6 separate regions of the Mus musculus genome follow, and regions 1, 2, 3, 4 and 5 are each linked to region 6. The links are chromatin contacts, called in public ChIA-PET, Hi-C and HiChIP or PLAC-seq maps. All regions are on one chromosome and are shown on one strand. The core of a region is the stretch at or near the end of the contact, and the rest is flanking DNA. Distances in the headings are between cores, read along the strand shown. Region 1 overlaps Tex2 (testis expressed gene 2). Region 2 overlaps Pitpnc1 (phosphatidylinositol transfer protein, cytoplasmic 1). Region 3 overlaps Pecam1 (platelet/endothelial cell adhesion molecule 1). Region 4 overlaps Pecam1 (platelet/endothelial cell adhesion molecule 1). Region 5 has its middle 36 kb from the start of Tex2. Region 6 has its middle 37 kb from the start of Gm39424.

What was found. Hi-C and Micro-C count contacts between places; a contact is called where the count stands out from the background. ChIA-PET counts read pairs in DNA pulled down with a chosen protein or histone mark. HiChIP or PLAC-seq counts read pairs in DNA pulled down with a chosen protein or histone mark.
Region 1: a contact with region 6 is called in an H3K27ac HiChIP or PLAC-seq map of double positive thymocytes, with 2.8 times the contacts expected there. The contact joins two enhancer-like sites. A contact is called at or near these places in 1 of 484 Hi-C or Micro-C datasets (embryonic stem cells), 2 of 115 datasets of contacts at active chromatin or transcription factors (double positive thymocytes and memory CD8 T cells) and 1 of 9 other capture datasets (embryonic stem cells).
Region 2: a contact with region 6 is called in an RNA polymerase II ChIA-PET map of memory CD8 T cells, with 27 read pairs. The contact joins two enhancer-like sites. A contact is called at or near these places in 1 of 115 datasets of contacts at active chromatin or transcription factors (memory CD8 T cells) and 1 of 9 other capture datasets (liver).
Region 3: an RNA polymerase II ChIA-PET map of memory CD8 T cells shows a contact between it and region 6, with 16 read pairs. The contact joins two enhancer-like sites. A contact is called at or near these places in 4 of 115 datasets of contacts at active chromatin or transcription factors (T-cell acute lymphoblastic leukemia, large pre-B cells, memory CD8 T cells and 1 more).
Region 4: a contact with region 6 is called in a Hi-C map of CD8 T cells, with 1.6 times the contacts expected there. The contact joins two enhancer-like sites. A contact is called at or near these places in 1 of 39 promoter capture datasets (embryonic stem cells), 11 of 484 Hi-C or Micro-C datasets (CD8 T cells, the G1E-ER4 cell line, the P5424 cell line and 7 more), 4 of 115 datasets of contacts at active chromatin or transcription factors (embryonic stem cells, large pre-B cells, memory CD8 T cells and 1 more) and 1 of 9 other capture datasets (embryonic stem cells).
Region 5: an RNA polymerase II ChIA-PET map of memory CD8 T cells shows a contact between it and region 6, with 8 read pairs. The contact joins two enhancer-like sites. A contact is called at or near these places in 1 of 39 promoter capture datasets (embryonic stem cells), 1 of 15 datasets of contacts at CTCF or cohesin (large pre-B cells), 46 of 484 Hi-C or Micro-C datasets (B cells, the Ba/F3 cell line, the C2C12 cell line and 24 more), 5 of 115 datasets of contacts at active chromatin or transcription factors (embryonic stem cells, epiblast stem cells, memory CD8 T cells and 1 more) and 1 of 9 other capture datasets (embryonic stem cells).

What each region holds. Positions count from the first base shown.
Region 1 is chr11:106,534,532-106,538,726 of GRCm38.p6, reverse strand. All of the region lies in intron 5 of Tex2 (testis expressed gene 2), which reads left to right. Among named protein-coding and RNA genes, the nearest start is that of Gm22711, 35 kb to the right of the region's middle. Within about 2 kb of position 2,461, at least 99 of the 459 cell types and tissues checked have an H3K27ac peak or open chromatin away from gene starts, as enhancers often do. A contact at or near this core is called in double positive thymocytes and memory CD8 T cells, where this site is marked.
Region 2 is chr11:107,449,035-107,453,463 of GRCm38.p6, reverse strand. All of the region lies in intron 1 of Pitpnc1 (phosphatidylinositol transfer protein, cytoplasmic 1), which reads left to right. Among named protein-coding and RNA genes, the nearest start is that of Pitpnc1, 19 kb to the left of the region's middle. Within about 2 kb of position 2,078, at least 112 of the 459 cell types and tissues checked have an H3K27ac peak or open chromatin away from gene starts, as enhancers often do. A contact at or near this core is called in memory CD8 T cells, where this site is marked.
Region 3 is chr11:106,686,159-106,690,712 of GRCm38.p6, reverse strand. It overlaps Pecam1 (platelet/endothelial cell adhesion molecule 1), which reads left to right. Exons shown (of 16, transcript NM_001305157.1): 7 at 1,662-1,937. Among named protein-coding and RNA genes, the nearest start is that of Pecam1, 27 kb to the left of the region's middle. Within about 2 kb of position 2,167, at least 45 of the 459 cell types and tissues checked have an H3K27ac peak or open chromatin away from gene starts, as enhancers often do. A contact at or near this core is called in T-cell acute lymphoblastic leukemia and memory CD8 T cells, where this site is marked.
Region 4 is chr11:106,663,887-106,668,122 of GRCm38.p6, reverse strand. All of the region lies in intron 14 of Pecam1 (platelet/endothelial cell adhesion molecule 1), which reads left to right. Among named protein-coding and RNA genes, the nearest start is that of Pecam1, 49 kb to the left of the region's middle. Within about 2 kb of position 2,617, at least 77 of the 459 cell types and tissues checked have an H3K27ac peak or open chromatin away from gene starts, as enhancers often do. A contact at or near this core is called in CD8 T cells, the P5424 cell line, Th1 cells and 1 more, where this site is marked.
Region 5 is chr11:106,646,851-106,651,109 of GRCm38.p6, reverse strand. No RefSeq gene overlaps it. Among named protein-coding and RNA genes, the nearest start is that of Tex2, 36 kb to the right of the region's middle. Within about 2 kb of position 2,514, at least 43 of the 459 cell types and tissues checked have an H3K27ac peak or open chromatin away from gene starts, as enhancers often do. A contact at or near this core is called in CD8 T cells, the P5424 cell line, Th1 cells and 1 more, where this site is marked.
Region 6 is chr11:106,960,410-106,964,593 of GRCm38.p6, reverse strand. No RefSeq gene overlaps it. Among named protein-coding and RNA genes, the nearest start is that of Gm39424, 37 kb to the left of the region's middle. Within about 2 kb of position 2,778, at least 109 of the 459 cell types and tissues checked have an H3K27ac peak or open chromatin away from gene starts, as enhancers often do. A contact at or near this core is called in CD8 T cells, the P5424 cell line, T-cell acute lymphoblastic leukemia and 3 more, where this site is marked.

The DNA.
Region 1 (4,195 bases), core at 1,212-3,711, 430 kb after region 6:
TTGATAGATCTTTTTTTTTTTTTTAAATCTTTAAAAAATAGTCCACAGAGTAGGAGAAAACATTTGTAAATTATTTCTCTTATATTGGTCTAATACTCAAACTATATAAAGGAATGTTATGACTCAATAGTAAGGATATAAATAGTTGAATTAGGAAATACGTAAATGCAGAGGGAGATGACCCAGTCAGCAAATGTCGGCTTTACGAAGATCTGGGTTCAGATTCCCCAGCACCCATGCAGAGTCAGGCATGCTGATGTTCATCTGAAATTCCCAAGCTAGGCAGGCAGAGCGAGGGAGATCCCTGCAGCCCAGTGGCCAGACAGCTTAGTTTAGTTAATACGGTTAGGGTCTGTGAGACCCTGTCAAGAAGATGGTCTGAGATAGAGAGCTGAGCAGTTACAAGTGCACACTGCTTTTGCTCCCGTATCAGGCAGATCACACCGGTCTAAATGCTAGCTCTGGGGATCTCATGCAATTCTTAGGCTTTGGTCAGTGACTGCACTCGTGTGCTTACCCACCCCACCCCCTCACCATAAGAAATAAAACTTTATAAACTGGTAATCTCTCTGGGCTCATACGTACACACAGTAAGGGAAAAGGCAAGTGTGACAGGGACTGGAGTGACAACTCAGTAGGTAAGGGCTTGCTGGCATGGTGACATGCATTTAACTCCCAGATAAGCCAGCCAGGTATGATGGTGCGCGCTTGTGATCCAGCACTGAGGAGACGGAGACGGGTGGATTCTGAGCTCCCTGACTAGCCAGTCTGGCCTACGCGGTGTGTCTCAAGTCCTAGTGAGAGACCCTGTCTCAAAAAACAAGGTGGGCAGCCTTTAAACACACGCGCGCGCGCGCGCGCGCACACACACACACACACACACACACACACACACACTTTTAAAAAAATAGCAAAAATCTTGTTCCAGAACAGCCAGGACTATTACACAAAGTAACCCTGTCTGGAGGATGGGTGGGGAATCTTGAAAGTATTGCTGCATTGGTCAGGCATGGCGCCACAGCCTGTAATCCTAGCACTTAGAAGATGGAAGCAAGAGAATCATAAGTCAAGGAATCCAAGGCTAGCCCAATCTACAGGAGACTATCTTATAAAACCAGTTTTGGGGGTGGTGGAAGGGAACTAGACACAGTCTCACTATGTGGCCGGGGCTGACCTGGGACTTACTATAAAGACTAGGCTGGCTTCTAACTCACAAATGCAGAGATTAAAGGCACATGCTTTTTTTAAAAATATTTTTAAAAGATTTATTTATTTATTATATGTAAGTATACTGTAGCTGTCTTCAGACACTCCAGAAGAGAGCATCAGATCTCATTACGGATGGTTGTGAGCCACTATATGGTTGCTGGGAATTGAACTCAGGACCTTTGGAAGAGCAGTCGGTGCTCTTAACTGCTGAGCCATCTCTCCAGCCCCCGGCACATGCTTTTATTATTATTTCTTAATTATTGGTACGCTGGAAAAAGACTGAAACTGGGCTGGCAGTGCGAGTCTGTAGTCCTAGTTCTCAAGAGCCTGAGGTGGGATTGCCAGTTTGAAGTCATCTGTGGTTATACAGTGAGACCATGTCTTTAAAGGGGGGGCAGCTAGGCTTAAAGAAAATACAGTGAAATGATTCTGTTCTAGCTGGGAAGAGAGAACTTACGTGTGTTCTGTAATGAATATGCATTGTTTTTCAAATCTGGGGAACAAGCACACAAATGTGAAGAAAGTGCCCTGCTGTCTCTGCTCTTGGACCAGGCCACCACAGCTGCCACCTTGACACAGCAGCCATGTGAGACCAAACTCAGGAGCAGTTGTTTCAATCTCTCTTATAGCAGAAAGGCATCCCTGGCCTCCCACAGAATTGAGTCCGTCCATGCTGCGTTGGAGATAAGCTCATTTTAAATACAGTCCTCCCCAGGAGCTAGATAGATAGACAGTGTCTGCGGATGGCCTTGCTTCAGCTCCGGAACATTGGCTTCCCCAAACATTGCCTTTGGAAGCAGGCTTGGGAGGCTACCCTTCCTCCCCGTGTGGATGGAGGAGGCGGCACAATGAATATTCTCCGCACATTTATTCTTCAGCTTTAAATTTTGATGACAGTCACTGGAAATGCATCCTAGCAGCCTGTGGAGGCCAGATTCTGTTCATAAACCCTTTTGATGCATTGTCTGTGTTCTGCAGCTCTGTGTTTGTCTTTGTTCCCTGTGCCCCAGTGCAGAGCCTGCCTTAGATACAGGGACTGGGAAAAGGAAAAGCAACATGCTTGTCAGTTCCTTGAGACGTCTTACCGCATCCTGTGTCACTGGCTTGGACGTCATTGTGAAATAGTCTTTGTTTCTTGCTGTGAGAGAGAGGGGGGGGTGTTTCCTGTAAAAAATGAACATTTTAAGAAAGACTGATAAAGGGTACACGTGCTCTCCTGAGAAAGGAAGAGGTGGCCTCTTCTGTGTAGCCTACAAGACAAAAAGTGGTGAGAGTCTGACGTGGGCAGTGGTTTGGCTCAGCCCAAGTAGCCTGGGGGCCATTTTCTTCAGACACGTGATATTTCTTCAGTAGTCTGTGCAGATGATCTGATGGGGCTTGAGGAGTCCTGAACCTGTTACCCTGAGCCTGAAGATGACAGTGCACAGTGTGCAGGAGCATGGGGTAGGAGTGCAAACACATGTCCACACACGTGTACACACACTTGTGGTACAAGAAATGGCTGACGCCAACTTCTATCCTTTCATCCGGAAGTCGGTGGTGGAAAATATCTCCGTCAATGTGCAGGACCTGACAGCAGCAGGGGTAGAGTCAGGCAGAGCCACCTCTTCTAAAATGGAAAAGTTAATATGTAGCAATTCTAAACAAAGGTGTTAATTTTTAATGGGTGTGCATGTGTGGGTGTCTGTGTGAGTGAATGCGGGGTGTGTGGGGTGCCTGTGGAGGTCAGAAGAGGGTGTCATCTGGTGTTGATGGTGGTTCTCAGCCACCAGTGGGTGCTGAGAACTGAAGTGTATCCTCCGGAGTGCAATAGTGCTCTTAGCCACCTAGCTGCTCTTCCAGCCTGTTTGTTTTTAATAAGTCACTGACATTCTAAGGAAGACTTTGGAAATCATCTAGATTTGAAGGAGTCTAAAACAGGTCCTAGACTCTGATGTGTTACTGGAAAATGGAAGTGAGCCCCCCATTCCCTAGCTCCCAGAGAAAGAGCTGGCACAGCTATGACATGACATTGGGGGCTGAGCAGTCTGCTGGCTTCACATCAGAGTCTGTGCATGGCTCACATAGATCAGACCCTAAGTCCAGGCTTCAGATCTGCTACGCGACATAAGCCGTAGGGGTCTTACAACCAGGCAGACCTTCAAGGTTCGATTCTTGGTACCTAGTGACCAGTGTGCCATGCCACTGGCCTGGGCACATAGCCAGATGAACCAATTGGCTACCTAGAGCAAGCCACGGTGGCACTTATGCACAAGCACAGGCATGAAGTAGAAGAGAGTGGATGGTCTAAAGTCATAACATGTGGAGCCCAGATGTGTTTACGTAGATCACAAAGGGAAAGAAGTGTGAGCAGTCATTAGACTTCTGCATTTCTAGATCTTTTCATCTTTCCTTCTGTCTGTTAGCTTTTCTATATAAGGCTGCAGTCTAATTCAGATGTCCCAACAAGTGTCTGTCTCATTGGCTGGATGTTGGTGCCTGTCCTCCCTCATGACAGAGTAAGCAGAGAACCAGAATCAGGCTTCAGTCATGAACTAGGGATTGTTCCTTCCTCAGATGGAAGCAGGATTCCCCTCTTCCTGGGGTATTGTGATGCTCAGATATGGTAATCTTTAGGAGTCACCTATATATCTATGTGTGTCTATGGTCAGCAGCACTAATCCTGCCACCCTTGTAAGTACTGAACCCACCAGCACGTGCTCGCCACCAAACCTCACGGTCCCCTCATAGTTGCTGCTGCTGCTCCTCCTCCATGCCCACCTCTGACCCTCAATAGGCCAGATTCCATAGTCTGGCAGCTAACCCAGGAAGTTAGAGACAAGTTGGCTCACCCACTGGTCACAGCAGATGTTTCAGACAGATTGTGTGTGGGTCAAGCGGTGGGCATTGGAGTATTTGATGGGCTGGGGTTGGGGCCAACATCTGTCCTGAGAGCCATGTTCTCATCCAGCCCTGTGGTTCTTACCTCCTCTGCATCACATGCTGA
Region 2 (4,429 bases), core at 829-3,328, 490 kb before region 6:
CCCTGTCTCAGGGGAATGAATGGAATGAATGAAAGAGATGAAGATTGATGGAGCAGAACACCTGACATCTTCCTCAGGCCTCTCTGCTCGGGTGATGCATCGGTACACGCATCCTCACATACCCGAGTGCTTACACACACACACCCCAACCCCCGCAGCACACACAAATATCCAGGGTTTACACTTACAGCTAAGGATTGTGTACCTCATTTTATGTTAAGAAATTTATTTCAGTAGTGCTGATAGCCAAATCAGGTATCCATGGACGTTTTCCGTTTTCTTTTTAACATTTTTTTTTTTTTTGAGTTTGTCTGGAATGCACTACAACAACAGACTGGCCTCAAACCTACAGAGCTCTCCCTGCTTCTCCCATCCAGACTGGAGTCATGTACCACCGAGCTTAGCTATCTTCATTGTTTTTAGTGGCATGGGTGGACAGCAAACATGTGCCACTATAACAAAATGCTTGAGGCAACCGTCTTAAAGAGCAGAAAAGTTTATTTTGGCTCCATGGGAAGAGAAGTATGTGTTCTTGACTGTGGAGCCATCTCTCCAGCCCCCCAGTTAGTGACCTTTGCCAAATCGCTACTGTCTCAATTCAGAGAAACTGCTATATTATCCTCACACAGGGAAAAAAAAGTGTATTGGCTTTAAAACACTTAACTAAGACAAAAAAAAATCCCATGAATTTTTGACGCATTGTTACTGCTAAAGTGGCGGGCAGAATATTTGATTAGAGATAGTGCTTTTACTCCTGTACAAGGTAGAAACAGACTTTAATTGGACTCCTTTTCTCAGTGAGGAAGTACGGTTAAAATGTTACCTTATTTTCTTAGAATTTTATAAATGTTTAACCCAGGAGAAAAAAAGTAATTCAAGTCAGTATAATGGCTTATTAATACATGAACATTGTAACATTTTCCTTCTTGTCATTCTTAAGGATGTCTACAGATCGGGCTCTTGGTTCACTCTCCAACCATCGAAGCTCGCTCGCTAGGCTTTTATTTTATTTGATATCTTCAAACGGTATCTTGATCATGCTCCTTTCCCTCCCCCAGTTCCTCCTGGCTCCTCCTCACCTCCCCACCCACCCAACTTCAAGTTTCCTCTCCCTTTAGCTCTTTCAAAACAAAAAAACAGGAGAAAACGAAAGAGAAAATCAAAACCAACACCAGCAACAATTAAAAAAAAAAACCCAGTAAGATAAACCACTACAAAAAAAAAAGTGGAGTCTGTTTTGTGTCAGCCAACTAGTCCTGGGCGGTGGGGCCTGCCCTGGAGTGTGGGGGACATACCCAGTGACACTCCATGGAGAAAACGGGGTGTTTCCGTTTCCCAGCTTTACTATCTTCTCCATCACCATCTTCTGCATCGGCATCAGCATCATCTATTTTGTCGGTACTGAGGATTGAATCCAGCGACTTGTACCCACCACTGAGCCACACCCGGAGCCCCTCATTAGATATTACAATTTTCATTACATCTTACTGTAGTTACTTTATTGTATGTATATGTTTGAGGATCAGAGGACAACTTGCAGGACCTGGTTCTCCTCTTGCAGCTTGTGGGTCCCCAGGATTGGATTTAGGTTGCTGAGCTTGGGGGTAGGCGCCCTTACTCACCAAGCAGCCCAGCCATCTTGCCAACCCTCTTCCGCCTCCTCCCCGTCTTTATTTTTGTGACACAGAGCCTAACTTTGTTTTTTGGGCTGGTTTTGTCTGTGCGGACCTTGGCTGGTCTGGAATTTGCCGTGTAGACCCTGCTGACCTCAAACTCACTGAGATCTGCCCGTCCCTGCCTCCTGGGATTAAAGGTGTGCACCAGCGTGTGTTCTGGCTGCTCTTGAGCTCCAGGGCTTATGAGCTGTCCTCCCTAGCCTCCCAAGTAGCCAGGACTACAGGTGATATGTATGGGTCACACACATGGAGTTGTCCTTTCGTCCATCTGGTGGCCACTGTTGTTCTATTGCTTGGACCGCTGGTTTTTCTGAAGACTGCAGTTGCCAGATGAGAGAACCTTGTGCTTGAGCCAGCCCCCACTGGGCGCGTGTCTCCTGGAATGTGTGATTCGCTGGGGTCAGTGGTTCTCTTTCACAGGAAGGTTTTGCTGAGTTTGCCCTGTTCTGAAATGACCACATACATACACACCACCTTCTTTCACGATCCCCGTTTGCTGAGTGTGGTTTTCTCAGTACTCAAAGCACGCTTCGAAAATAGCCCTTTAGCTTAATGACATGGGTGAGAGATAAGGAAGTGGTTATCTAACCCTCCCACGGGCAGAAAGCTTGGCAACTTGAGTTGCTTTTGGTTACTGGGGCATGAGTTACACCTTGTACGCTGGAGACTTAGCCCCAGTCTATTGAAGATGGGGGCAAATCTTTTTTTATTCCCCCCACTGAACTTTTGGTTTTTGTTTTTGTTTTGTTTTTCGAGACAGGGTTTCTCTGTATTGCCCTGGCTGTCCTAGAACTCACTCTGTAGACCAGGCTGGCCTCGAACTCAGAAATCCGCCTGCCTCTGCCTCCCAAGTGCTGGGATTAAAGGTGTGTACCACCATGTCCGGCAGGTTTTTTTTTTTTTCCTTAATGATTATTATTTTAAAGTTTATTTTTGTTTTATGGCTACAAGTATTTTGCCTGCATATGTGTTTGTGCACCACTTTGGTGGCTGCTACCTATGGAGGTCAGAAGAGGGCATTGGATCAGCTGGCAATGAAGTTACAGACGGTTCGTGGGCCTCCATCTGGGTCCTAGACATTGAACCTGGGTCCTCTGTAAGAATCACAAGTGCTCTTAACTGCTGAGCTGCTTCTACCACCCACCTGTGGATTTTTGTTTGTTTGTTTGTTTTTGTTTGGTTTGGTTTTGTTTCTTGCTCTGTAGCCCACCTTGGTCTAGAACTTTGTCACCTAGGCTGGCCTCACGCTTCCTGCAGTCCTCCAGTCTCAGAGCTCCTGAGTGCTCGATTACAGGTGTGACCTACCACACCTGGCTTGAAAGCCTATTATTTTTGGTTAGGTTGTTTTCCCTCTCTTATAAAGGCACAGTGTCCAAATGAAAAGTGCACAGAGTCACGATTCAATTGTTCACATCTTTTGGATTGTGTGTGACGGAAATTTGGACATAGCCCAGTGTCATTACGGTTTTGGACAGGATGACTTACGGTCTGTAGATATGGTTGTACGGAGATGTGTTTTCTTGCCAAGATCTGGCTGAAAAAGAGCTTGCTGGTTGCTTTTTGTGTTTAAAAAAATAATAATTAGGCTATTAGTTGTCTAAATGGAGTAATCCCCCTTTGGCTCCTCAAGAAAAGCACTTCTGAGATGGGTGAGTGTATTTAAAATTAGCCATTACTTACAGTGGTTCGGCCTCTTTCTCACACTCCCTCTGGAGTTTGTGTCTCTCCCCTCCCTCCTCTTTTCTCCCCCTGTCCCCATCTCTCCATCTTAGTGTTGATTCTGTCTGTCAGAATCAGTGTTTATTTTTATTCATTTAATTTAGTTTAGTTTTTATTTTATTTTTTTGGTGGGCATATGAGACAGGATCTCTATATGTTGCACGGGGTTAACCCTGAACTCTCTCTATAGCCCAGGCTGGCATTCAATTCAGTGGAGATGTTGCTAGCTCACGAACCGGAGTTACAGACATCTGTAAGCAGGTGCTGGGAACTGAACCTAGCTTCCCTGCAAGAGCTGCAAGCAAGTGTTCTTGACTGCCGAGTCATCTCTCTGACCCAGCCATTTTATTTTTTAAAGATAAGAGGTCCTCACAGGTTCTGAGATCAAAAGCAGCCAAATCGGTGAATATGCTTCACATATTCATCTATTTTTCATCTGTAGAGTGGCTTTCTCCTCAGGGTTGTCCTGGCCTACAGTCTCCGCTGGAGACGCGGGCAGAGGAAGAGCTTACCCCAAGGGCCTTCTAGGCCTTTCCTTTTAAACTGAGTACAAAGTAAAAAGATACAGCAGGGCGGGGCGGAGTGGAGGGGGTGCGTTTCTGGGCTCATCAACTGCAGCTTTGGGGCAGGAGCTTTGTTGCTCCAAGCTAGGCTCAGATCCGCCCTGGGTGTTTCTTGGGATCGGGGTAGGGATAGGACCTGTCCACCCCAGCTACAGACTGGAAGCCCTGCCTGAGACACCCGACACGCCTGTGGGTGCGGCTCATCCCCAGCAGGGTAGTCTCTTGCTTTCTGCTTTTGTTGGCGCTTTTTGGATGGCTAATCAGCCACACCTTGCAATGCTGACACTAAGAGTCCTGCTAATTGCCTCCTCCCACAGAAAGAATCACCCCAGAAGAGACTCATCATTCCTAAGTTTGGTTTCTTCTGTTCTTGTTGTCTTCTTCCACTGAACACCCTGAGCCAGCTAAGCTCTCCTTAGCTGGGACTTTCAGCTAAGTTGTACTAGGCTGTACTAGGCAAGAAGTTATCTC
Region 3 (4,554 bases), core at 918-3,417, 270 kb after region 6:
AAACAAGTCCTACAAGCTCTCCTTTGACCTCTGTATTTCATCTGTATTTGTGTGTGCACGTAGAACGCACAGACTTCTGTGTATATCTAAGACCTGGTTACGAGGCATGTGGTACATACCTATAATCCTGACATCCAGGACGTTGAGCTAGGGATTGTTGTGAATTCAAGACCAGCCTGGGATACATAGCAAGGGCCTGTCTCGATCCTCCTTGACTCCCAACATAAAAAAAAACAACAACAACAAAAAAGTATTAAAAGAAGAAGATTCTAGTTGGGTATTGGTGGTGCATGTCATTAATCCCAGCAGTGAGTTTGCTGGAGGATTACTGCAAACTCACGGCCAACCTGGGATACAGGGCAAGGTCCTGCTTAAAAACAAAACAAAACAAAACACACACAAGGGGTCTAAAGAGATTTTCCAGTGGTTATAGGCACTTGCTGCTCTTTCGAAGGACCTAGGATCAGTTCCCAGCACCACATCATGCATAAGCCACCACCCCTGGATGGTAGACCTACAGGCAGGCATGTACCACCATCCCTGGATCTTCCACCTCCTGTCTCCCTCCATTATCTTCCTTTCCCCACCCTCCCCCTGACTTCCTCCTTTTGAGACAGGACAACATTATACTATGGAGCTCAAGCTAGCCTCAAATTTGCAGTTTTACCGCCTGCCCTCCCAGGTATGGACCTACAGGTGTGTTCCACTACACCCAGATATTATATCATTATTTTGCTTATAAAAATAGATATTTTAGCAGGGCAGTGGTGGCGCACGCCTTTAATCCCAGCACTTGGGAGGCAGAGGCAGGCGGATTTCTGAGTTCGAGGCCAGCCTGGTCTAGAGTGAGTTCCAGGACAGCCAGGGCTACACAGAGAAACCCTGTCTCGAAAAAACCAAAAAAAAAAAAAAAAAAAAAAAAAAAAGATATTTTAAGCAGGGCTGTAATAGTATACTCCTTTAATCCCCATACTCAGATAGTAGAGGTAGACAGATCTTTGTGAGTTCAAGGCCAGCCTGGTCTACAGAACTAGTTCCAGGACGTCTAGGGTTATACAAAGAAGCCTTGTCTAAAAAAAACCCCAAACCATAAACAACAGGAATGATTAATAAATCAAAAACAAAACAAACCCAACAAAATTAGATTTTATATATATATAAAATTTATATTTATATATATATAAATTTATTTATATATTTATATTTATAAAATATATAAATATATATATATTTGCTGTTCTGACACAGTGTCTCACTATGTAGCCTGGCCTCAAACTCATAAAGTTCTTCCTGTCTCCACTTTCTTAGTGCTGGGAATTGAACTCAAGACTTTACACATGCTAGGCAAGTGCTCTACCACTGGGCTACATCCCCATCTATCTACAGCAGTTCATTTTCTCCCTTGTATATTGCACACACACGCACACACACTCATGCACACACACACACACACACACACTCATGCACACACACGTATAGACAAGCATTGCCTGGACAGGCCACAGCCCTATAGGAGCCCCTTAAGATGGATAAGGCAGGCAGGCAGGTAGGCATTGGAAATCATGATCTCGATTGGGAAAGCCAAGCTCAGAGTTTTCAGAAGGAAGGTTCCCGGCTGGGTTGTTCCTTGTGTTTTATTTGGATTTCCCCTGTTGTTGTAGAAATGCTCTCGAAGCCCAGTATTTTTCATGATGCCAAGTCTGAGATCATAAAAGGACATGCCATAGGCATCAGCTGCCAGTCCGAAAATGGAACTGCACCCATCACTTACCACCTTATGAAAGCAAAGAGTGACTTCCAGACTCTCGAGGTGACCTCCAATGACCCAGCAACATTCACAGATAAGCCCACCAGAGACATGGAATACCAGTGCAGAGCGGATAATTGCCATTCCCACCCCGCGGTGTTCAGCGAGATCCTGAGGGTCAGGGTGATAGGTAAGCAGCTGTCTTCTGTGAAGCAAAGGTAGGGCTCAAGGCTAGCAAGGCTAGGGACTGTGGCCATCACAAGGATGCTGCCTGTGCAACCCATAGCAGATATGTATCAAAGACCAAGCCCCAGATGGTGGGTCTGAGCAATATCCGGGGTTTCTTGATGTGGCCGTTGTAACCCTTTTTGACCTTCCAAGTGACAGTTGACTGCTGGTATTATGTAGTTGGGCTTCCGTGGTTTGAGGGGGCGGGGTGCTTTTCAGATGAAGAGAGAGCTGCCCTCAAGAACTGCGGGCTTAGAACTCTTTCCTTGCTAGTGGTCTTAGTGGAACATCTGTGTCACACATGAAACCTGCCACAGGCCTTGCTGCAGACCATGGGCTCATGGAAATAGCTGACATTAGCCTGGGATTCTCACCATGGTCTTGGGGTTGGATATCTTTTCCTCGAGCATCTGACTTGTGCCTTTGGGTGGCTTGTTGCAGTGTCGCTGCCCCCACTGCTTATAAGACTCCCAATGTGCCTTCTCCTCTGTCCTTCAGCAGCTTTTGTTTAGCAGCTCTGTGTCGTCAACAGGCAGTTTATAGGTGCTGGAGAGATGGCTCTGTGGTTAAGAACATTAGCTACTGTTTCAGAGATCCTGGGTTCAATTTTCAGCATCCACGTGACAGCTCACAAATGTTCCTAGAGATCTGATGCCCTCACACAGACGTACATGCAGGCCATACACTAATGTACATAAAAATGCATCATTAACATGCAGTTTATAATTGTATACTGTGTACCTGTGCTGGTGTGGGCGAGAGTTGGCTACTGGTACAGGGTAAGTGGTCCAACAAGCCTGTAATCCTGGCACTTAGTAAGCAGAGGCAGGCAGATCAGGTTATCCTTATCTACATAGTGAGATCAAGGCCACCCAAGGTCACATAAGACCCAAGTCTCAGAGGACAAGGGAGGGAGGTGGGGCATAATAAGAACTGGTCTGAGGAGGGGCATAATATGGACATGGTTGTTATGCATTCAGGCTGTTGTTGAAGAGTGAAGACTTCAGATCTCCAGATGTTAATTAATAATAAATTCGTCCAGGCGGTGGTGGCGTACTCCTTTAATCCCAACACTCGGGAGGCAGATGCAGGTGGATCTCTGAGTTCGAGGCCAGACTGGTCTATAAAGTAAGTTCCAGGGCGGCCACGACACAGAGAAAACTTGTCTCAAAAAGACCACAGAAGAAGAGGAAGAGGAAACCCGAGTTGAAATTGGGTCAGTGCTAGTGACGAGCATTTACTGAGCCCTTCCCATGTGCCCAGCCCTGGGTGAAGCACTGTGGTAAATTATCCCTAGTAATATTTAAAATAGCACATGAGACTCATAAGTGAACTCACTAAGACTTAGAGCTAAGGCACGATAGGTAGGACTGGGATTTGAACCCAGGCAGTGTGGCTCCTGAGACCAACTCACCACTAGCCTCTTGTACTTCCCGGGGGGAGAGACTGTCAGGTCTAGCAGTGTGCTCAGGCTGTCTGCCCCTGTGTGGGACCACTGCCATCCCAGGCCTGATGCTCAGCTTCCTTCAAGATCATACGCCCTTTGTGCTCAGAGAGGTGACATGTGTCTGTGTGTCACTAGTAGGGAAGGTGGCCTGGAATGGTGACATAGGACCAGAATTTGAATGGTTAGGAATGTTGCTGAGGGAAGGTGGCACAGTGGGGGCACAGTGGATTTGCCTCTCTGAGCTTCCAGGTGGGAAGGAAACCATGAAGTTCCGGGAAGCTGTCTGGACAGGAAACTTCTGTTTAGGTTTCAGTGCTCAGAAATAAAAGCTGAGTGTGGAAGTAAAGTCTCTAAGTGAAGATGGAGGGGCTGGTGAGATGGCCCAGCCTAATGACCTGAGTTCAATACCCTGGACCTTACTTGGTGGAAAGACAGATTCCTGCAAATTGTTCTCGGAGTTCCACTAACACACCCATGCACAGAATAAATAAGTAAAAAAAATAAGTAAAAAACAATGTGTGTGTGTGTGTATATATGTATATATATATATATGTGTATATATATATATAGATAGATAGATAGATAGATAGATACACGTATATACACACACATATATATACACACACATACGTGTGTGTGTGTGTGTGTGTGTGTGTGTGTGTAGAGTGGAGTTGGAAGACTTAGGACCAACTTTTCAGAAAATCCAAACCCATATTTCATTGCCAAAATAAGTAGTGAAGAAGGCAGGCAGATAGCAAGGGAGGAGAATCTGCTTCAGAGGCAGCTCAGATAGTGAAGCCAGGTCAACAGGGACCGGGTGATATTCAGGCTATTGGAGGCCAAGACTGGAAAACCAGGTTAAGAATGGTTAAAACTTCCTCCACTGAATTTTCTCTTTAGGATCATGGTCTTAGGATCAAGGAAATTTTCCAGCATCTTTGAAACTAGAAATAGCAATGCAGTTTCAAAAGCAGATGGGTAGCTACAGATGTTGGTACATACCTGTAATCCCAGGATTTTGGAGGCTAACATCTGGAGTTCATGGCCAGCTCTATGAGACCTGGTCTCAATACAAAACAAACATGGTTATGCATACCTTTAATCCCAGCGCTTAAGAGGTGGAGGCAGACAG
Region 4 (4,236 bases), core at 1,368-3,867, 300 kb after region 6:
CTGTTGCTGCGTGAGGCGCTAATGCCAGCCTGTCCCCTGGCTGAGTGTGAGCGGTGAGGGGAGGGCAGGCATTCTCAGAACTAACAAAGTAGAGATAAACAAACTCTATGCCTGTGATGCTAGCGCTTTCGCGCTTTCGAGGAGGAAACTATGCTTTCCAAGATGGGGAGTTCAAGGCCATCCTCGGGTAAATAGAAAGTCCAACTCCAACCCAGGCCTCTTGAGACCCTATTCAAATGAGAGAGAGAATGAGAGAGAGAGAGCAAGAGAGGAGCCAAATCTAGAGAGGCCAAAGGGAAGGAAAGAATATGCGTTGGTTGTAATCAGAACAAGTAAGAGGCCGTTCTTCAGCAGTAATCTGTGGGTTTTGTTTTTTATGTTATTGGTTTAATCTTCAGTTTCCGTGGAGGAATGAGGCCAATGCTGTTGATGGTCACCACCACCCACCCCATGATTGACTGATTGATTGATTGATATTGGGGATGGAAGCCAGTCCTCCTGAGTATCTGCCCTTGAGTCACATTTCTGGGTCTTTCCTTGTCGCTTAGATGCAAACTTAATCTTTCAGCATTCTAAAAGTTATTTTCCCTTTTAGTTAAAAAATATTAGCCGGGCTATGGTGCATACCCCTTTAATCCCAGCACTCAGGAGGCAGAGGTAGTCGGATCTCTGTGAGTTCGAGGACAGAGCGAGTTCTAGGACTGCCAGGGCTGCACAAAGAAACGCTGACTTAGCCGAGCGTGGTGTTGCACGCCTTTAATCCCAGCACTTGGGAGGCAGAGGCAGGCGGACTTCTAAATTCGAGGCCAGCCTGGTCTACAAAGTGAGTTCTAGGACAGCCAGAGCTACACAGAGAAACCCTGTCTCAAAAAAAAAAAAAAAAAAAGAAAAGAAAAGAAAAGAAAAGAAAAGAAAAAGAAAAAGAAAAGAAACTCTGACTTGAAAAAGAAAAACAAAAACCTTCATGTATGTACCGTTGGTGCCTGGTACCACAAAGGCTGGAAGACAGAGTCAGATACTCTGGGACTGGAATTACGGGTGTTTAGTTGTGAGTAGCCACAAGGGTGCGGAGACTCGAACCTGGGTCCTCTGCAGAAGCAGTCAGTGTCCTTATCCACTGAGCCACCTCTCTAAGCCTTTACGTCTTCTTTTATATTACTTTCCTGAGGTTAGAATTCACAAGCCTCAGTCAGTGGCTCTAGTTCCAGTTTATGAATGAATCACCTTAACCAGAAGAGGGAACCGTTAAGTGTGTGTCTCTCAGGGCACAGCGGTGAACTGTAAGAGAGAGTAGGCCAGGCCGAGGCTGTATACATTTCTGTCTGTCACTTAACTCTGGACTCCATTGACCTCAGACTTCATGCGGGATAATCTGTGATATGCCTGAGCTCTAGGGGGTTTCGTTTCATGGTGGTGGCCTGCAGTGCTGGAGAGTCGGCCCGCAGGACCTCAGGCCTGCCAGTTAGATGTCTGTCCACTGAGTCACACCCCCAGCTCAGCACACATGCACGGTTGCTACAACCTGGTGTAGGGAGAGCAGTCCTGATGAGTCTGGTGAGTAGGAGTCAGGGATGCTATGAAACATCTCGTGGTACAGTCAGTCTCGGTCAAGAGTTCCCAGCCCAGAATGTCAGCAGGATGAACACAGAGAAGCCCTGGCTTAGAGGACACCAGCTTCTATGCCTGTCCACCAGGAGAGCTCCCTCAGACACCAGCTCTTGCTTTCTCTGTGTCCACCTCAGGAGCTGACCAGGGCACCTGGTCCCACCCACACCTCTGGCCTGTAAAGGAAACCAAGTCTTGCTCTCAGCCCCAGCTCTGTATCAGTTGGGCACCCCCACTCCCCACCCAAGCGTCAGCTACTCCACCCCTCTTCACCCTTGCTTTCTCTTTGTGTGGAATTCAGACTTCCAGGATCTTTTCCTTTCATCTTCTTTTCCAGTTCCTCCCTACCCCATCTCCTTTTCTTTCCTTTTCTTTAAGACAGTTCAGTTAACCTCCAATTCATAACCTTCCTGTGGCAGCCTCTCAAATGGTGTCATTACAGTTGTGCACCACCAGACCCAGCTCAGGATGTGTGAATGGGGCTGGGGGCGGTGGGAAGCGAGTGGGCAGAAATCCCTCATCTTTCTCACATTCCTTACTGCCCCTTACCAAGAGGATAGCCATGACAGGAAGTACCATCAAGAAAGAACCTGACCTGGACATCATGGCACTTGAAAGGCTGAGGCAGGAGGATTGCTGCAAATCTGAGGCTAGACTGGGCCAGGATTAGACCCTACATCAATTTAAATTAAGGAGAAGAGGCCTCTCAGCAGGAAGCCACCATGTCTAAGGGTGGAACACTCTCTGGTCTCTGAGCCCTGGGCTTCATCTTGCCCTCCCTCCCCCTGTACCCCCTCCCCCCATTCCTAGAACTCTGAGCAATAAATTTCTGTTGTTTCTACATTTAAAAAGGAAAAAATAGGAGCAGGGGTGGGGGTGGGGGTGGGGTCCTGGCTAAGTCCTCTGAAGGGAGAGAAGAACACTTGAAAGTTGGTTCCCACCCATCCTGTGTGGCCCAAAGCCAGCTGGGCCAGCAGGTACTGCCAGGGTGGCACTTCCTGCCTGAACACGCAGGAGGGGAAAGTACCTTACGCCGTGCCCCATCGTGTAACATTACCCACCAAAGAAACAGTCTCCAAGTGGGCCCAGACTTGCCTGCCATCAGTCTTGCCTTCTCCCATGCAGAGTTTTGTTTTTTGGTTTGTGAGGTTTGTTTTTTTTTTTTTTATATTTATTTACTTATTTATTATATGTAAATACACTGTAGCTGTCTTCAGACATTCCAGAAGAGGGCATCAGATTTCGTTACGGATGGTTGTGAGCCACCATGTGGTTGCTGGGATTTGAACTCGGGACCTTTGGAAGAGCAGTCGGCGCTCTTAACTGCTGAGCCATCTCACCAGCTCCTGTGTGGTTTTTTGTTGTTGTTGTTGTTGTTTTTGTTTTTTGTTTGTTTGTTTGTTTTTCCGAGACAGGGTTTCTCTGTGTAGCCCTGGCTGTCCTGGAACTCACTTTGTAGACCAGGCTGGCCTCTAACTCAGAAATCCACCTGCCTCTGCCTCTGCCTCCCCAATGCTGAGATTAAAGGTGTTCATGCGCCACCATGCCTGGCTGCCATGCAGAGTTTTAACACGTCACATTTTGTTTCTGCTTCTGGAGAACGTGGGCTGGGTGGGGGAGGCCGGGACATGGGGTTCTTCTCCCCTGTGGAGACCTGGGCCAGGAGGAGCTGTCATGGCCTCCCTCGGTGTGTGGAGGCTGACAGAGTGGCTGCTCGGTGCCTGGGCTGATGTACAGATTTTTTGAGAGGCCAACTGCCTTTGTCCCGCTAGAATAGAAGAGGGGCCCCTTTGGGACAGCGGTTCCTGTTCCCTCTAACTAGGAACAATGGAATATTATATGACAGGGTTTGAAGGGGAAGTAGACTTGGGGAAAGCAGGTTTTTATTTGTTTGTTGTTTTGTGACAGAGCCTGGAACTCTTGGTAATCCCCCTGCCTGGCAGCTTGACTGCTGGATTTACAAAGAGAGCTACCACACAAGGCTCAAAGGGTTTTTTGTTTGTTTGTTTCTTAGGATTTTTTGGTTTTGCCTTCTATCTTTCCACCTCTTCTTCCTCTGTGTCTCTGCCTGTCTGTCTGTCTGTCTCTCTCTCTCTGAGGATGACCTTGAACTCCTGATCCTCCTGCCTCCACCTCCCTAACACCAGACTTTATAAGCCCCGTGCTGCCACACCAATTTCTATGATACTGGGGGTCAGCCCCAGGGCTCCATGTGTTCCAGGCAAGCACTTAACCAGCTGGCCTGCACCCTTGTTCTTGGCTTTCTCGCCATGACCTTTACCATCTGTAAGAGCAGCCACCAACCCCTAACCCCCTACCCTGTCCCCACCCCTACCCTGCCCCCAGCACATGGGAACTTTTTTCCCAGAGAGCACATGAGGTATTCATTGCTGCTGTTTCCACCAGACCTGGAGAATCAGCCCCAACACAGAGTCAGTCCCTGGGATGGGCGGGAGAGTCTGACTCTGTGCGAAGAGGCAAATCCTACCCCAGCCTCCCATCTGGTGGTGAGGCTCCTCTTCCAGTGATGCAGGCAGTGATGTGATCCTTCCGTGCAGAGCTTCCTGCTCTCTCACTCTCTCCACTTCCAGGCTTTTGTCAGAGGCCATGGGCATAACAACGGTGGCCTGG
Region 5 (4,259 bases), core at 1,265-3,764, 310 kb after region 6:
CCTGTGTATGTGTGTACCATGTGTGCCTGGTTCCCAAGCAGGTCAGAAGAGGGCATCGGATCTCCTCAAACTGGAGTTGTGAGATGCCATGTGTGTATGCTTAGAATTGAACCTGGGTCCTCTGCTGAGAAAAAGTGCTCTTAACCGCTGAGCCCTCTGTCAGAGTGCTTTCTCAGAGCAACAGGAATGAAACTAAGATACCCTGTGTGGTGCCAGAAGCCTGTATGTAATTCTAGTACTGGGGAAAGTAGAGGCCAGAGGTCAGAAATCCAAGGTCAGCCTTGGCTACTTGGCCAGCCTGGGCTAAATGAGAGCCCCAATTCAAAACCAAAACAAACAACAACAAAAAGTGTGTCCTGTACCAAGACAAGTTTATTTTGCAGGAGGGTTCTTGGTGAGGTTACTTTTAGAAATTGACCAAAGGGCAAGTTCTTTTTATTTTATTATTTTTAAGTTATATTCTGTGTGTGTGTGTACTGTGTGTGTGTGTGAGATATAGGTTGAGAATGAGGGTGCACACATGTGTTCGTGCACATCTGGAGGTCAGAGAACAACCTTGGACACTGGTTCTCTTTTGCCCCTTTGACCTGGGTCCCAGGGAATGAACTCAGGTTGCCAGGCAAGCATCTTTACCTACTGAGCCGTCTCACTAACCTTCAACTTGGTCTTCTAAAACTTTTATCGTCTTTATTTAAGTGCTTTCACGTGTCTCAGTTTATGCCACGTGTTGTATGAATGCCCTTGGAGGCCAGCGGAAGGCATCAGATCACTTGGAAACGGAGTTAAAGCCAATTGTGTATTGCTCAGTGTGGGTGCTGGGAACTGAACTCGGTTCCCCAGAAATAGCAGCAAGTGTTCATCGCAGCCGAGACATCTCACCAGCCCACAACATTCTCTTCAGAACTAACTTAGGGGCCCATGAGAACTGCCTTAACTCAGTACCCACTAGGATCCAAACAGCTCCCACTAGGCCCTACCTTGTCATCACCTTATCACCTCGCATCTAACACACAAGGACTTGAATCACTCAAACCAAATCTACCTTAGCAAAGGCTGAGGCCACTGAATACCAGGTAAACGCCAGCACCAGGCTCCTTACAGCCCGGAGATTACCAAACTGCTAGAGTCAATGCCAGATTAAAAAAAAAAAAAAAAAAAAAGAACATGGGGCGGGGTGAGGGTTGGGGGGAGAGGGGGCAGGCTGCAGTTGGGACAAGGAAAAACAGAGTGGTAGAGGCCACTTTAAAACATAACCATCATGATTTTTACTTATCAAAAAGCCACCAGGAGCTGGCCTTGGTGACATATACCGGTCATCCCAGTACATAGAAGGCAGCCAAGGGCTACACAGGGAGACTTCTAAAATACAGTAGTAAAAATAACAGCAATAGGACTGGAAAGATGGCTCAGCAGTTAAGAGTACTATCTGCTCTTCCGAAGGTCCTGAGTTCAAATCCCAGCAACCACATGGTGGCTCACAACCATCTGTACAGCTACAGAGTACTCATATACATTAAATAAATAAATAAATAAATAAATAAATAAATCTTTAAAAAATAAATAATAACATAATAACAACAACTAAGGAATGAAGAAGACTTTTTTTTTTTTTTTTTTTTTGGTTTTCAAGGCAGGGTTTCTCTGTATAGCTCTGGCTGTCCTGGAACTCACTCTGTAGACCAGGCTGGCCTCAAACCCAGAAATCCACCTGCCTCTGCCTCCCAAGTGCTGGGATTAAAGGAATGTGCCACCACTGCCCGGCGAAGAAGACATTTTTTAATGTCTTTTTAACAGACAACTGTTCTCTCTGCTCTTCAGTGAAGAACAATTTCCTGGTGCCAAAAATAGGAAAGGTGAATTTGCTGAGTAGACAGCAAACTCTATCTGGGATACAATAAGTAGATGATATGATATGGGAGAAGATGGCCCAGGCTATGGGGGAAAGGCTTGATCTGGGAAGTGTGTGTAGGGAACTACGGAGCATCTCTCATTCGGTAAGAATTAACTGGGAGCCTCCTTAAGCTGAGTTTTGAAGCAGGGAGAGGTGGAACACGCCTATAACCCCAGCACTGCGGAGGTTGAAGCAGGATTGTTGCAAGATACAGCGCAGTCGAGGCTGCAATGTGAGTGGAAAGACAGGAGGGAAGTCTGGGACTGGAGGGATTGGTCTCTGCCCGAGGGCTCAATACTACTGTTCTTGCAGAAGACCCAGCTAATGACAAACGTCCCTTGGTACAGGAACAGGGAGACTAAAGGGACAGAGCGAGCAGGACAGCAAAGATGAGACCACCTTTATTGCTGAACCAGATAAACAGTGAGGTTGCCTTATTGTACACAGATCCATTTCTTCAAATGCCTTCTTGAAATGTCTTCTCCAAAAGCCTTCTTCACACTCCTGTCACCCGAAGGGTAGGTTAGAAATGACGAATCTCGGGGCACACCCTGTATCTACCAAACACCTTGTGACCTGTGTCTCCCAAAGCCAAACCTGGGTGACTCACTAGAAGCCCTGCTGGAAAAGACGCCGCGTGTCTTTACAAATCCACAGAGCCTTCTAGCATATTTCAAGCGGTTTCGGATCCCCACAGGTTTTCAACAGCTTTTGCGGCTCATGGGCGGCAGAGATCGCCACCTGGTGGCCGAGTGTGTTAATAACATTTATTACCTTCCTAGGTCTTAATCCTCAAGAATTGGACTATCATATTAAAAGTAATTACAGTTTTAGCACAATTGTCTTGGACGTTTTTTTTTAAAAGATGGAGCCCACAGTGTTGATCTCCTCCTGCTTGACTTCAGGCAAGACAGGACCAGTTGCCTCATGTTCCAGCCACGGTACCTTCCTTGGTGTGAAAGTTGATACCCTTAAGCTATGAACAAAAGCCACCCCATCCATGAGGGGCATTTGTCAGGGATCTCTTCACAACAATGTGACATAATTGATGCCCGTGACAGAGAAGACCGGGCAGACCAAGGAAGTGTTCTATGTCAAAAGAGACTGAAGAAAGCCAAGAATGTTGAGTGTTGGCACTTAGAATTTCAGCACCAGGGGGTCTGGGACAGGGGGATGATGAGTTTGAGGTTGGCCTGTGTTACCAGTATATAAATAGATAGATAGGTAGATAGATAGATAGATAACTGAAACTATTGAGACTACATGCGTATCTGCACCACAAAACCCTAAATTGGATCCCAGACTTAAAAACAAAAATGTGGGTAAGAAGGCAAATCTGGCAAACACCCTGACAAGCTTCATGAACCAGCAGTCTGAGTTCAGTTCCCAGGACCCATGTGTAAGAGGCAGAAGAATTGAATCCAAAATCAAATACTTGATACTAAGGGAGACAAAGTCAAAAAGAAGGAGGAGGAGGAGGAAGAGGAGGGGGAGAGGAAGAGGAGGAGGAAAGGGAGGAGGAGAAAGAGGAGGAGAAGGAAGAGGATGAGGAAGAAGAGGAGGGGGAAGAGGAAGAAGAGGAAGAGGAAGAAGAGGAGGAGAAGAAGAAGGAAGAGGAGGAGGAAGAGAAGGAAGAAGAGGAGGAGAAGAAGAAGGAAAAGGAGGAGGAGGAGAAGGAAGAAGAGGAAGAGGAGAAGGAGGAGGAGGAAGAAGAGGAGGAAGAGAAGGAGGAGGAGGAGGAGGAGGAGGAGGAGGAGGAGGAGGAGGAGGCCAGCTTTGGTGGCACAGGCCTTTACTAGTACTCAGGAGGCTTAGACGTGAGGACCTTGAGTTCCAGGACAACTTGAACCATTTAGTGAGTGCGCTCCTTCCTCAGAATAAAGAGAAAAGAGAAGGCTGAGTCAGAGTGGTGGTGTACACCTTTAATCCCAGCACTCGGGAGACAAAGGCAAGTTCATCTCTGAGTTCCAGGCCAACCTAGTTTACGGAGTGAGGATTACACAGAGAAACCCTGCTTTGAAAAACCAGGGGCGAGGGCGGGAGTGGAAGAGTGGGGCTGAGGCTATAGGTAGAGCCTAGCATGTGGGAGGGCCTGTATAACCATATTTTTTATTCTTCTGTAGTAATGATTGTCTCATGTAGCTGTCCAGCAGCCACGGAGAACTGGGTACCGGAAAGGGGGGCTGGAAATGAAAAAGGACAGGCAGGCAAGAGAAGGATGAAGCCAAGACAAAGGTCTTCCGATCAAGACTCAAAGTTCAATATTCAGCTCTGTGTTTATATAGGGAAAAACCCACAGACCCATCCTTTGTTTCAGCTGGATTATGTTGTAAAGTAAGCTGCTCAAGGATGGGGGAAGGGCACAGTC
Region 6 (4,184 bases), core at 1,529-4,028:
TCAACTGTCTCTGCTTCTCAAGGGCTAGGATTAATGGCATGTACCACCACTAACCTGCTTAGCTTGCTTGCTCATTCTCTCTCTCTTTCTCTCTTTTTTAAAAAATATTTTATTTTTAGTTCATGTGCATTGGTATTTTGCCTGCACACATGTATTTGTGAGGGTGTTGGACCTCTGGAACTGGAGTTACAGACAGTTGTGAGCTGCCATGTGGGGTGCTGGGAATCGAACAAGGGTCCTCTAGGAGAGCAGCCAGTGCTCTTAACCAGTGAGCCATCTCTCCAGTTCTCAGCTTTATTTCTTAAAACATTATTATTTATTTTAAAAAATGTTTTATTTGTTTTATGTGCATTGGTGCTTAGCCGCTTGTATGTCTGTGTGACACTGTTGGACCCTCTGGAAATGGAGTTACAGAATGTCATGAGTTGCCATATGGATACTGGGAATTGAACCTGGGTCCTTTGGAAGATTAACCAGTGCTCATAACTACTGAGTCATCTCTCCAATAACTATTATTTTATGTTTATGGGTGTTTTTTAAAAAAAGGTTTATTTATTATTATATGTAAGTACACTGTAGCTGTCTTCAGACACACCAGAAGAGGGAGTCAGATCTTGTTACGGATGGTTGTGAGCCACCATGTGGTTGCTGGGATTTGAACTCTGGACCTTCGGAAGAACAGTCGGGTGCTCTTACCCACTGAGCCACCTCACCAGCCCCTTATTGGTGTTTTTGTCTGCTTATATATCTGTTGTGCACCATGTGAGTGCCTGATGCCCATTGAGGCCAGAGAGGTCGTCAGGTCCCCTGGAAGTGCAGCTATAGATGGTTATGAGCCGCCACGTGGATACTGCAAATTGAAACTTTAGTCCTGGTACTGGGAAGGCAGAGGCAGGTGGATGGATCTCTGTGAGTTCAAGACCAGCCTGGGGGTGGGGGTGAGGGTGGGGCTGGAGAGATGGCTCAGCAGTTAAGAGCATTGACTGCTCTTCCAAAGGTCCTGAGTTCAATTCCCAGCAACCACATGGAGTCTCACAACCATCTGTAATGGGGTCTGATGCCCTCTTCTGGTGTGTCTGAAGGCAGCTACAGTGTACTCATATTTAAAAAAAAAAAAAAAAAAAAAAGACCAGTCGGGTCTACAGAGTGAGTTCCAGGACAGCCAGGGCTACACAGAGAGATCCCTTCTCTGTTTTTGTTTTGTTTTGTTTTGTTTTGTTTTGTTTTGTTGTTGTTGTTGTTGTTGTTTTTGTTTTTGTTTTTGTTTTTGTTTTTGTTTTTCAAGACAGGGTTTCTCTGTGTAGCCCTGGCTGTCCTGGAACTCACTCTGTAGACCAGGCTGGCCTGGAACTCAGAAATCCACCTGCCTCTGCCTCCCGAGTGCTGAGATTAAAGGCGTGTGCCACCATGCCCGGCACTTGGTTTTTCAAGAAGGGATTTCTCGAGCCGGGTGCACAGATATACATACTGGCAAAGCACCCATACACATAAAATATAAATATAATAAAATTAGACTTGGAAAAACAAACACTGATAAGGACAACAAGAAAATCCTTTGTCGGGTGGATCTGGCTGCCCTGGGTTCTGGTCCTGATTTACAAGGACTAGCTAGAGTGGGCTGTGTGCTTCCTTCACTGAGGGAGGTGATGAGCGCACAGTTAGCACCGTAACTACGTCTTCTTTTTTTTTTTTTTTTTAAAGATTTATTTATTTATTTATTTATTATATATACGTAAATACACTGTAGCTGACTTCAGACACCACAGAAGAAGCATCAGATCTCATTAAGGATGGTTGTGAGCCACCATGTGGTTGCTGGGATTTGAACTCAGGACCTTCAGAAGAGCAGTCAGTGCTCTTAACCACTGAGCCATCTCTCCAGCCCCGTAACTACGTCTTCTAAAAGGCCCTAACCAGGCCTTGCAAACAGGAGCTGGCATGCCATCGCCCCCTGCTCCCATGCCCCTCTGCCCCCTGCCCCTCCATCCGCTATTTCTTACAGCCACTTCTTTACTTTCACTTTCTACTCTGCTCGCCCTTTAAGCATGAATTGTGTGACTTTAAGTGTTTTTAATACCCAGCTGCCTTTGGAAGGCTACCATGTTCCTTGGTACACCGTCTCTCCCTCCTCTTCTCCCAAATCCTTCTTTGGCCTCCAGCCGTCCTCACCTTTTCTCTCCTTTGGGGCCAGTGGCTGCAGAGACATCTCTATATGTCAGACTTCTGTGACCTGCCAGGCTAGCCCTTCAGTGCGCGCCCCCCCAGGCCCCCCCTTACCCTCTCTCTTTTCCAGGATAATAGAGCTGGCACCCTGGGCCACTAAGCTAGTCAGGGCTAACCAGACCCTTGATAAATGGGGTCCTCAAGGAAAGCCACCAACTCTTCTCAATGTTTCCCTTGGATCTTATCCTCAGGATTTGCAGTACACACTTAGTATTTCCTTGGGGAATGTATAGAAAAAAAGGGGAGGGGAAACAGGAAAGGAAGCAGGAATTCAAATACCACTTATCCCACGAGGGAGGGAGCAGAGACCCAAGCTACCAGCCTCTCTTTGAGCAGCTGGGAGCCAGGCTTCCTGGGGTGGGGAGCTCAGGCCTCAATTCTCAGGTCTAGTTCCTCAGGCTTGGGCTCCACCCTGGCTGCGAAGGCCCCAGACCACCTCGCCCCACCCTGAGAACTCGACCTCTAGTTCAGCCACATGAAGGTAACCAGCGTCTGGTGGCTTATGGGACAGACTTGTCAGGGACTTCCTGCCTTTGATGCATGCAATTCCCATGCTATGTGCGCTGGGCTGGGCCTCAGAAGACGAGAGGACCCTTAGACATCCTGAGTGTCTCGCTGCTGAGACTCTTGGGGTTTGTGGTTAGAGGCGCTGCTGTGAACACCGTGTTCTAGAGAATGTGCCCTCTGGGGCTGCAAAAAGCTGACAAAGTCAAGTTGACCAAGAAGGTCTGAAAGGCCCTTGAATTTGCTGCTTTTAGCAGAGATTGAGTGAAGGGCAATGGGCGTGGTGGGGGAGGGAGAAAGGAGGTTGCGCCATCGCAGAGAATTGACCACAGATAGACTCCTTCTGCTGGGCTCTTCTCTCCTTCACTCCAACTGTCTCAAAGGCCACAGGAAATTTCTCCAGCACTCACTGTTACTGAGGCCTGAGACATGACACTGCATTTGTGTGTTCTCACAGATGGAGGAGACACTGAGGGTCAATGAAGCTCAAGTGACTGTCCCAAGAATGCAGAGAGATAGCATTGGAACATGGCAGAGCGGACCCCATCTTCTTTGCCGTCCTGCAGGGCTTCAACAAAGCCTGGAGACATGGAGCAAAAATGGGAGAGAGAGAGAGAGAGAGAGAGAGAGAGAGAGAGAGAGAGAGAGAGAGAGGGAGAGAGAGAGAGAGAGGGAGAAAGAGAGAGGGAAAGGGAGACATTTTGTGGGTGTTCTCTCTTTCCTCCATGTGGGTTCTAGGGATGGGACTCACTCAGGTCTTCAGGCTTGGGGGCAAACACCTTTACCTGCTGAGCCATTTTGTTAGTCTGTCTCTCTTGAAATGACCTGGCTACAGTAGTGTTGGGCAGGTTTTTCCACCAGTAAACCAGTCTTTTCTGGGTTGTGTCCTCTGAATGGATGACACGACCCAGCGCCCACAGTGGAGCTGTGCCGAGTTCTGAGCTGAGGAAAGCACATTTGTGGAGATTGCTCAGAATTCTTTCACAAGGGAGCTTTGTCCTCGGCCTCCATTTCTTTATTTGTTCACTCTTGTTTAAATCTTTTGTAGGAACTGGGGGTCAGACCTCACACATGCTAAGCACCATTGAGCTACATCCCCAGGCCCTCAGTCTCTTATTTTCTTAAAAAATGTACATTTGGGAACTAGAGATGTCTCAGTGGTTAAGATGAGCTTGCAGAGGATCCAGGCTCAGTTCCCAGCAGCCCACATGGTGGCTCACAACCATCTATAACTTCAGTTCCAGGAACCCTAACATCCTCTTTGCAAAGCACCAGGTATGCAGGTGGCACATAGACATGTGTGTTTGGATAATCATCCATACATAGAAACCAGAAGTAAATCCATCTTTTAAATCCACGGTACGGTGGCATGAGCCTGTGAGTGCAGTTGCTGTGAGACGATACATAGATGTTGGATCCCCTGGAGCTGTAGTTACAGGTGATTGTGAACAGCCTGA